Regions from separate parts of the Mus musculus genome. Here region 2 is linked to region 1. The links are chromatin contacts, called in public Hi-C maps. All regions are on one chromosome and are shown on one strand. The core of a region is the stretch at or near the end of the contact, and the rest is flanking DNA. Distances in the headings are between cores, read along the strand shown. Region 1 overlaps Dicer1 (dicer 1, ribonuclease type III). Region 2 overlaps Syne3 (spectrin repeat containing, nuclear envelope family member 3).

What was found. Hi-C and Micro-C count contacts between places; a contact is called where the count stands out from the background.
Region 2: a Hi-C map of forebrain shows a contact between it and region 1, with 3 times the contacts expected there. The contact joins two enhancer-like sites. A contact is called at or near these places in 22 of 39 promoter capture datasets (the 3T3-L1 cell line, 3T3-L1-derived adipocytes, the C10 cell line and 15 more), 4 of 15 datasets of contacts at CTCF or cohesin (embryonic stem cells, large pre-B cells, pro-B cells and 1 more), 60 of 484 Hi-C or Micro-C datasets (the 63-12 cell line, B cells, the BV-2 cell line and 37 more), 15 of 115 datasets of contacts at active chromatin or transcription factors (a beta-TC-6 cell line, bone marrow-derived dendritic cells, cardiomyocytes and 9 more) and 3 of 9 other capture datasets (adipose tissue, embryonic stem cells and liver).

Annotation. Positions count from the first base shown.
Region 1 is chr12:104,735,684-104,739,415 of GRCm38.p6, reverse strand. The region is part of intron 1 of Dicer1 (dicer 1, ribonuclease type III); the gene reads left to right. Among named protein-coding and RNA genes, the nearest start is that of Dicer1, 14 kb to the left of the region's middle. Within about 2 kb of position 1,560, at least 18 of the 459 cell types and tissues checked have an H3K27ac peak or open chromatin away from gene starts, as enhancers often do. A contact at or near this core is called in forebrain, where this site is marked.
Region 2 is chr12:104,937,970-104,941,701 of GRCm38.p6, reverse strand. Syne3 (spectrin repeat containing, nuclear envelope family member 3) reads left to right here. Exons shown (of 19, transcript NM_001042699.2): 17 at 947-1,096; 18 at 2,082-2,120. Among named protein-coding and RNA genes, the nearest start is that of Syne3, 59 kb to the left of the region's middle. Within about 2 kb of position 2,166, at least 28 of the 459 cell types and tissues checked have an H3K27ac peak or open chromatin away from gene starts, as enhancers often do. A contact at or near this core is called in forebrain, where this site is marked.

The DNA of each region.
Region 1 (3,732 bases), core at 311-2,810:
GCATCTTACTGGGTGGCATATAAAATGTGATGAAAATCTAGTGAATAGCCGGATTACAGTAGTGCACGCCTTTAATTCCAACACTCAGAGGCAGACACCAGCCCAGTGCACATAGTGAGTTACAGAACAGCCAGGGTTACACAGAGAAGCCCTGTCTTGGAAAAATAAAATCTGGTGAAGGATGAGGTAGCCTTAGGAGACAGACAGACAGACAGAGGCTGGGAGGCAAGAAGCACGGGGTGCTGAAGAGTGTGGTGTTCAGCAGGCTTACAGGCAGGTGGGGTGGGGGGGGAATCTGTCGTGCTCTGCCAAGTGCTTTCCCTCCTGTCTGACTGAACTTGCTTCGTTTTCACAGTTGTATTAGAGTGAAATGCTAATTTTAACAGCTAGTTCTTTCAGTCATGTCTTTTAGTAAATAATTTTATGAAGGATTTTATTCTGATGTTAAATATAAAAAGATTATTAAGTAGCTAATTTGTGAAGTCAATTTCTTAACATTGTTTTTTTGTTGTTGTTGTTAAAAAAATGAGTTGTGTCTTCTAAAATACTCTCTCTGATTGCTTTTAGGTTGCCTAGGGTATGCATAAATACAGACTTGGAAACTCTGAAAGAACTTAGAGTCAGCATTTCGAGGTAAATATGTACCTATTAAAGTAGTGTTCTGTTGTCTCAGTCTGATTTATTAGCAGCCAGCTAAAGTGTACAAATGTGTTTACCTGCCCATGAGTGCTTGAAAGGCTTGGGTGTCAATGAGTGCCAAGAGCCAGCTGTGCACTGGCCTGGCCTTGCTGTGTGTTCGCAGTATGGGTTCAGCGAGCTGACCCCCAAGCCCGGCCGGCGTTAGAGCTGTTAAGATCAGGGTTGAGCTCGCTAAGCTTTTCCTATCGGCTTCTTACACGTACTCCTTACAGCTTGCTTTCTTTTGTTTTTGAATCATAATAATCATTTAGGAAAGGCATCCCATATTTATTTTTTCCCAACACTAGCATTGTTAATTCTAGTCTTGAGCTGTCTTATAAACCAGTTTGATGAAAGAGTGGATAGAACAGGTTTAACAGTTCTTGGCGTTTGTATTTAATTTCATTTGTTACTTTGGAATTACTGTTGGATTTCATGCATACTCTAAAGACTTAACTCTCGGTTTATTTGGGTGTCTTGGCTAAGTATCTCCTCGCTGATTTTTGTTTGCTTTTCATACATGTGAATCTGGGAAGTAACACGTGATTCCTTCTTTGCTTCTCTGTAATCTGTAAAGCATGGTCTTTACCGTTTGAGTCGCATGTACGTATTCTTTAGAAGTCTTTCCTTGGGCTTGGCTGCAGCTTTCTCTTTCTGTAGGTCAAGCTTTCCTGCGTTGCCTCTCATTCTCTGATCCTTGTTTTAGAAGAACACTTGGCATCCTAAAATATCCCCAACTCCTAAAATGTCTTTTGTTTAAAAGTTGATACAAAATCATGGCTTGTTGCTCAGCTCCTCATTGAGTGGGACTCTGGTGTGTGCATTCCCTTAACAGGCATCTTATGCTTGACTGTTTGTGCATTTATTTTAGAGCGGAAGCGTGGGCATGCTGTGAGTTTCCAATGAGCTGTCACAATGTCAGAATGCAGTTCAGACAGCAGCAGCACAGCGCTCGCAGACATTAAAACGGTAAATCTGGGTTCTCAGCGGCGGAGAGGACGAGGGCTTAGTTTTGTGTGTTATTACGTTATTCTTTTTGTCTGTTTGGTTGCTGTTTTTGTGGTGTTGGGTCCTGAATCAAGGTCTTGCTTTGCATTAGGTAAGGGCTCTGCGCTACACCCCAGTCTCCGTCAGTATTGCTAAGTAAGGAACTCACAGAAGCTGCCAAACAGCTTTGCCAGTTTCATCAGTGTACATTATTTGATAAGAAATTAAAACCCATAATTGAAAAGAATCACTTGGGGGTTAATCCTTTGGCTCTATCAAAGAAGTTAATGATGGCTCATCGACAAGACTCAAACTGTTATATAGCATCAGGGGTTCTGGGCCTTTCACTTATGGCTAAGTTTAAAACGAAATCAACTGACACATGCCAAAGAAAGTAAAAATTGGCGGAACTTTTCTAGGTTTTCCTGTTATTACATGATTAGGTTACCTATTGATGTGTTAATATTGGGCTTGCTTTCCCTGACTAGAAAGTGTTTTACTGGGGCCAGCTACCATGTATAAAATGAATAAAAATTAATTTAAATACTATGATCTTATGGAAAATATAGTTGGAAGGGTTCAATTGCTGTCTTCCACCTCATAACATCTTATCTTCTACCATTAGAGATGGCAACATTCATTTCCAAACCAAATAAAAACATACGGACTTGCCCCTGATTGTGTTCTGTTATTGTGTGGCTAGGAGCAGCAGATTTGATATACACAGAGAAATGAAGCCCATCTCTTGTTCTGAGGGAGCTTGTGTTCCAGGAAGAACACAGAGAGGGAGAGTCTGTGTAAAGTGTTTATGTTAGGACAGCAGAGGGAAGCTGCTTGCGCCACTCAACTGACTTGGCTTTCTGCACACCTGCGTACTTTGTTCGTTGTGTCTGTCCCATCTGTGAATCAGGACCGTGGCTCAAAGTCACACAATCTAATTGACCATTTTAAAGCAAGAGGGGGTATTTCAAAGCTAAGAATTTTTTAAAGTTCTAGAAGAATACTTTAGTTTATGAATATTAGTAATTTCAAGAAGATTTACTAAAAGTTTCAAAAATACTCATAAGAACAAATAAGGAGAGAATGTCTAAACTTCAGAAGTCACGGAAGCTTCTAGATGGAGGTCATCCCTGTCTCTTGCATGAGCCATGTTGGACTCCTGAATGTGCCTAGCTTGTGGTCTGCCTGGCTGGAGGGCCTCTCTGGGATGATCTCAAGTTTCTAGTCTGATGGCTTTCTTTCAGGTCTGTCCCTGACTGTCCCTTTTTCTTTCTTTCATCCTTCCTTTTATTTCTCTCCCCCCCTTTAGATCTTTTATAGAAGCAATAATGGTGATTTATAGTGCCATTTGTTCAGAGTTGCATACCTCACATTGGACGGTAAGGGAATTTGTTGGCTCATGTGTTTGGCAAGGATGTTAGGCTGAGCTTTGAGGTTGATTGATTGAGCTGCTCATTGATGTTACCAGGGACCAAGTCTCTTATTGTTACTCTTGGAAGTACATCTTTTTCATGGCTGTCAAATGATTTCAGCAGCAGATGGGACTGGCATTTCTTGAAGCGTGTTCATAGGGGAAGAATTGCTTTTCAGCCAGTGACTGAAAGGCCCCAATCTTTTGTCATTGGATTATCATGAATCAGTTCCTTGCCCAAAGAGAGGCGTGTGCCATGGGGTGAGGGCTAGGTGACTGGCAGATAGTAGAAAGTGAAACAAAGCCTTGGCAGCTTTGGCAAGCAGATTTACTCTGCTGAAGAGTACAGAGTGGATACTGAGTGATAGTCACAGAGTTACCTGTTGTTCCTAAAAGAAACAAAGTACTTATTTATCTTATATTACAATATAAATTTTAAAAAGGATCCATTACTGTCCTTTGTGAGTGAAATTAGATCTCCGAATGATAAAACTTTAACTTTACTTGGATGTTCATTGCATCATTGTTCACAACAGTCACAATACTAAAGCTGTACCTGTGCCTTTTTGTCAGCAGATGGGGGGATACATACATACATACATACATACACACGACATACATACATACACATACATACATACATACACACGACACAC
Region 2 (3,732 bases), core at 917-3,416, 200 kb before region 1:
GAAATGTCACCCTAGGGGAAAGCCGTGGTCTTCTTAGACAGATAAAGCTTACGTGACTGAGCAACAATGCTGGCAGTCTCAAATGCCAGCAGTGTCATCTCTCAGTGATCATTATTTTATCATGGTGACCACTGTGACAAACCTTTTGTGATCCCAGTTTGTCAGTGTTGGGAGTAACAGCCTCACTGCCATTCTTCTGCCTGTTGGGAGTTCTCTGACATTCTGGATGCAAGGCTGGAAAGATGGCTCTGTAGTCGAGAACTTTTGTTGCTCTTGGAGAGGACCTGCGTTTCCTTCCCAGCATGCACATGGTGGCTCAGAACCATCCACAACTCCAGTTCTGTAGGTATCAGGCACACTCATGATGCACATAGATATAGGCAGGCAAATGCTCGTGCACACTCATGATGCACATAGATATAGGCAGGCAAATGCTCGTGCACATTCATGATGCACATAGATATAGGCAGGCAAATGCTCGTGCACACTCATGATGCACATAGATATAGGCAGGCAAATGCTCGTGCATATAAAATAAATACGTCTAGGGCCCATTTTTAAAAAGAATATTTTATGTGTATGAGTGTTTTATCTGCATGAATGTCTGTGCCCTTATGTGCTACATCTGTGCCTGGTGCCTTTGGAGACCAGAAGAGGACATCAGAGTCTTTGGAACTAAAGTTAAAAATAGTTATGAATCAATATTTGGGTGCTGAGTACTGAACTCAGGTTTTCTAAAAGAACAGCCATAATTTTTAACCATTGAGCCATCTCTCCATCCCTAAAAACCCTTTTTAAAAAACTTGCATGGATGAGAATCTCATATTACTGGCCCTGCCCACATCTCCCAGCATGCTTCATGGGGCCCTTGATTGGCATCCTTATCAGCCAGGTGGGGTTCTTGAGCCACTGGGCATCTGTGGCATGATGCCACCTTCTCTCTCAGGAGCTGGAGGCCCGAATCCCAGAAGGCCAGCACCTCTTTGAGAACCTGCTTCGTCTCAGGCCGGCAAGGGACCCCTCCAACGAGCTGGAAGATCTGCGCTACCGGTGGATGCTGTACAAGTCCAAGCTCAAGGACTCTGGCCACCTGCTGGTAGGTGCTGGGGCCAAAGGTTGGGGGTCCCAGGAGGCAACCATGTCTCGGGGAGACAGAATTGCATCTATGCATGTTCATTCCTGCGTGTCCATATTATCAGGCCACGGTGGCTGCTTAAAGGAGGAGAGGAACACTCTTGGCTCTCAGGTTCTTGTAATATTATTTATCCATCTTACCTCCCAGGGAGGCTGGAGTCTATGACTAAGGGCAGTGACTCCTGCTTAGTACATAAAGATGTCTTGCTCCCTCTGTGTTATAGTTTTACATCATTTCCCATTTGATCCTAGAACCACCTTCTGCTGGAATAGCTGCATCCCAGACTCCAGGGGGAATAGCTGAGTCCCACTCCTAACCCCAAGGCTAGAAGGGCCACATAGCCCTTCACTGGGGCGTGGTGTTGCCATGGGGATGCCATATGGAGCTGAATCCTGAGCCTCGGCTCCTCTCTTCCTGGCTAGCCCTTTTATCTCCTGGACCTCCTGTCCCTACGAAAACCATTGGTTAAGATAATGATAGCCTTTGTTAAAGACCATGACCTCCTAACTTGCCCGTGTAGGAGAGGGTCTGGTGACCAAAGCGAGACAAAGAAGTTAAGTGTCCTGGGTCCAGGAAGGAGCGGGTAGGGTGGCTCCCTGGACCCCACTTTTCAGCCACAGCTTGAGGCAAGCCAGGCTTTTTTGGCTCTGCAATTGCCAGGTTGGCCACTAGGTGTCAGCTCAGCCCAGGCCATATCGACCACATTCCGAGCCCTGGCCAAGGCCATCCAGACAGTGCCACCTGGACCTGAAGTGTGTTAAAAAGCTCATTAAATGGGATCCCCTGCTGGTGCAGGCTGTCCAGATGACCAGCAGTTTGAACAAAATACTCCCCTGACAGAATGAATATTCTGTTACGGGGGTTCTGCTGGGGTTTAAGTTTTACGCGCCTAGCTGACTTTTTTTTTTTTTAAACCCCATTTCTTCTCCTTTCCCTAAAATAACAGACCGAGAGTTCTCCGGGGGAGCTGACTGCATTCCAGAAGGTACGTGTCTGCCATCTGTTCCACACAGCTAGAGGGCAGAGAATGTGCAAGGCTTGGAGCCTGTGACTCTGGCGCAGGGTGTCTGGGTTTTCTAGAATGTTCCCGGAGAGCTGGAGATCACAGATGGAGAATCAGCTTTGGTCTGTAATGGGCTGGGCCCCCGAGGTGTGTGTTCTCAGGAAGCCCCAGGCTCAGGGAGGGATTGAAGTGTGTGTAGATGACTTAGCCTTGACGTGAGACTGAGAAGGACCCTGGATTTGTCATCCAGGCCTCGGGACACTCTGGAGAGAGACTGAATGCTGCACTGATTATACCTGTGACAGCAGATGTAAACCAGGACTGGCCCAGGAGCCTGGACTATCCCAGGCAAATAGATCTTGTGGCCTTTTTGGCCCCAGGGGACTCATTAGAAAGGGTGGTGGAGTCCTTTGCTCTGCCAGACAGGCTGTGCCCACTGCTGTCCACTGAAACACTTTGGCTCTTCCCGTACTGGTCACGGCGAAAGCGAGAACAGTGCCAGTTCCTGCCCTCTAGGTGGCACCCCTAAGGTGACACCAGGTGTCACACCAGATGACACAGCCTAGGATCTGGGTGTCAGGACTGGTGCTCAGTGGCCTCAGTTCTTTTTGCAGTGCTGTTTAAGGTGCTCCGGGTTTTAGAGAATGCACCCATGATCCTTAGACTCATGCATGGGCTTGGGCAGTAAGTCGTTGCTCTGCCTGTGGCAGAGGATGGCTGCCCGCTCACTTCCTGACCAACTAGCAATGAAGGGAGAGGGAGAGGCTGGGAGAAGGGGAGGGAAAGAGAGAGAAGGGGTGGGGAGGAAGGGGGAGAGGGGGAAATTGAGTACTGAGACCTGGGCATAAGCTTCAGCCAGCTAGGCTCCAACTCTCATAGTCTCTGTAACCTCCCCTAATAGGGACAGCCACCTAGGGGTCGAGCTGTCCAAACCACGATTCTGTGGGGACATCTGCAACTCAAGCCAGGACAGTCGTGGCTGGGCATCTCCATGCACTCTGCCACTCACAAGGAATAGCTTCCTTAACCCAGCTCTAAGCCCGTGGAGGGAACATCATGGAGACAAGATGTGCCCAGCAGCATGTGACTGCTAACTGGCATCAGCCTCAGCACCTAATGCTTTGCTGTCTCACAGGGTGCCTTGGAGGCCTCCCTGGGGCTCGGAGGGTCTCCCCAATCCTGTCCCTTGCTGTCCCCAGTGTTACCACTGTTTTCTTGCCAAACGTTGACCCTAATAACGTGAGTCCACAGCACAGTCTGGTTCAAAGGACCCGGCGTCACTTCAGATCCCTCGTGCCCCAGAGTCAGCATCCCTGGTGTGGACACCCTGGGTTCAATCCTGGCCTCTGGCAGCTTTGGGAGACCAAGGCTGAGCCCTGGGCCTTTCAGCTTTGTGGCCTTGGACAGATGACCCTGCCTTAGGTCTTCCCATGTCTTTCGTGATGTGTGAAATGGAAGCCCACACTGGCTTCATTTACTCTGTGGATTAATTTGAAGGCTTTTGTGAAGCCAGGAGGTGCTGAGGGAGGTGTGTTTCGCCGTAGTTCAGAATGATGTGAACTTTGTGGAGTGCAAAGGTGTCAGGAAAGGGCAT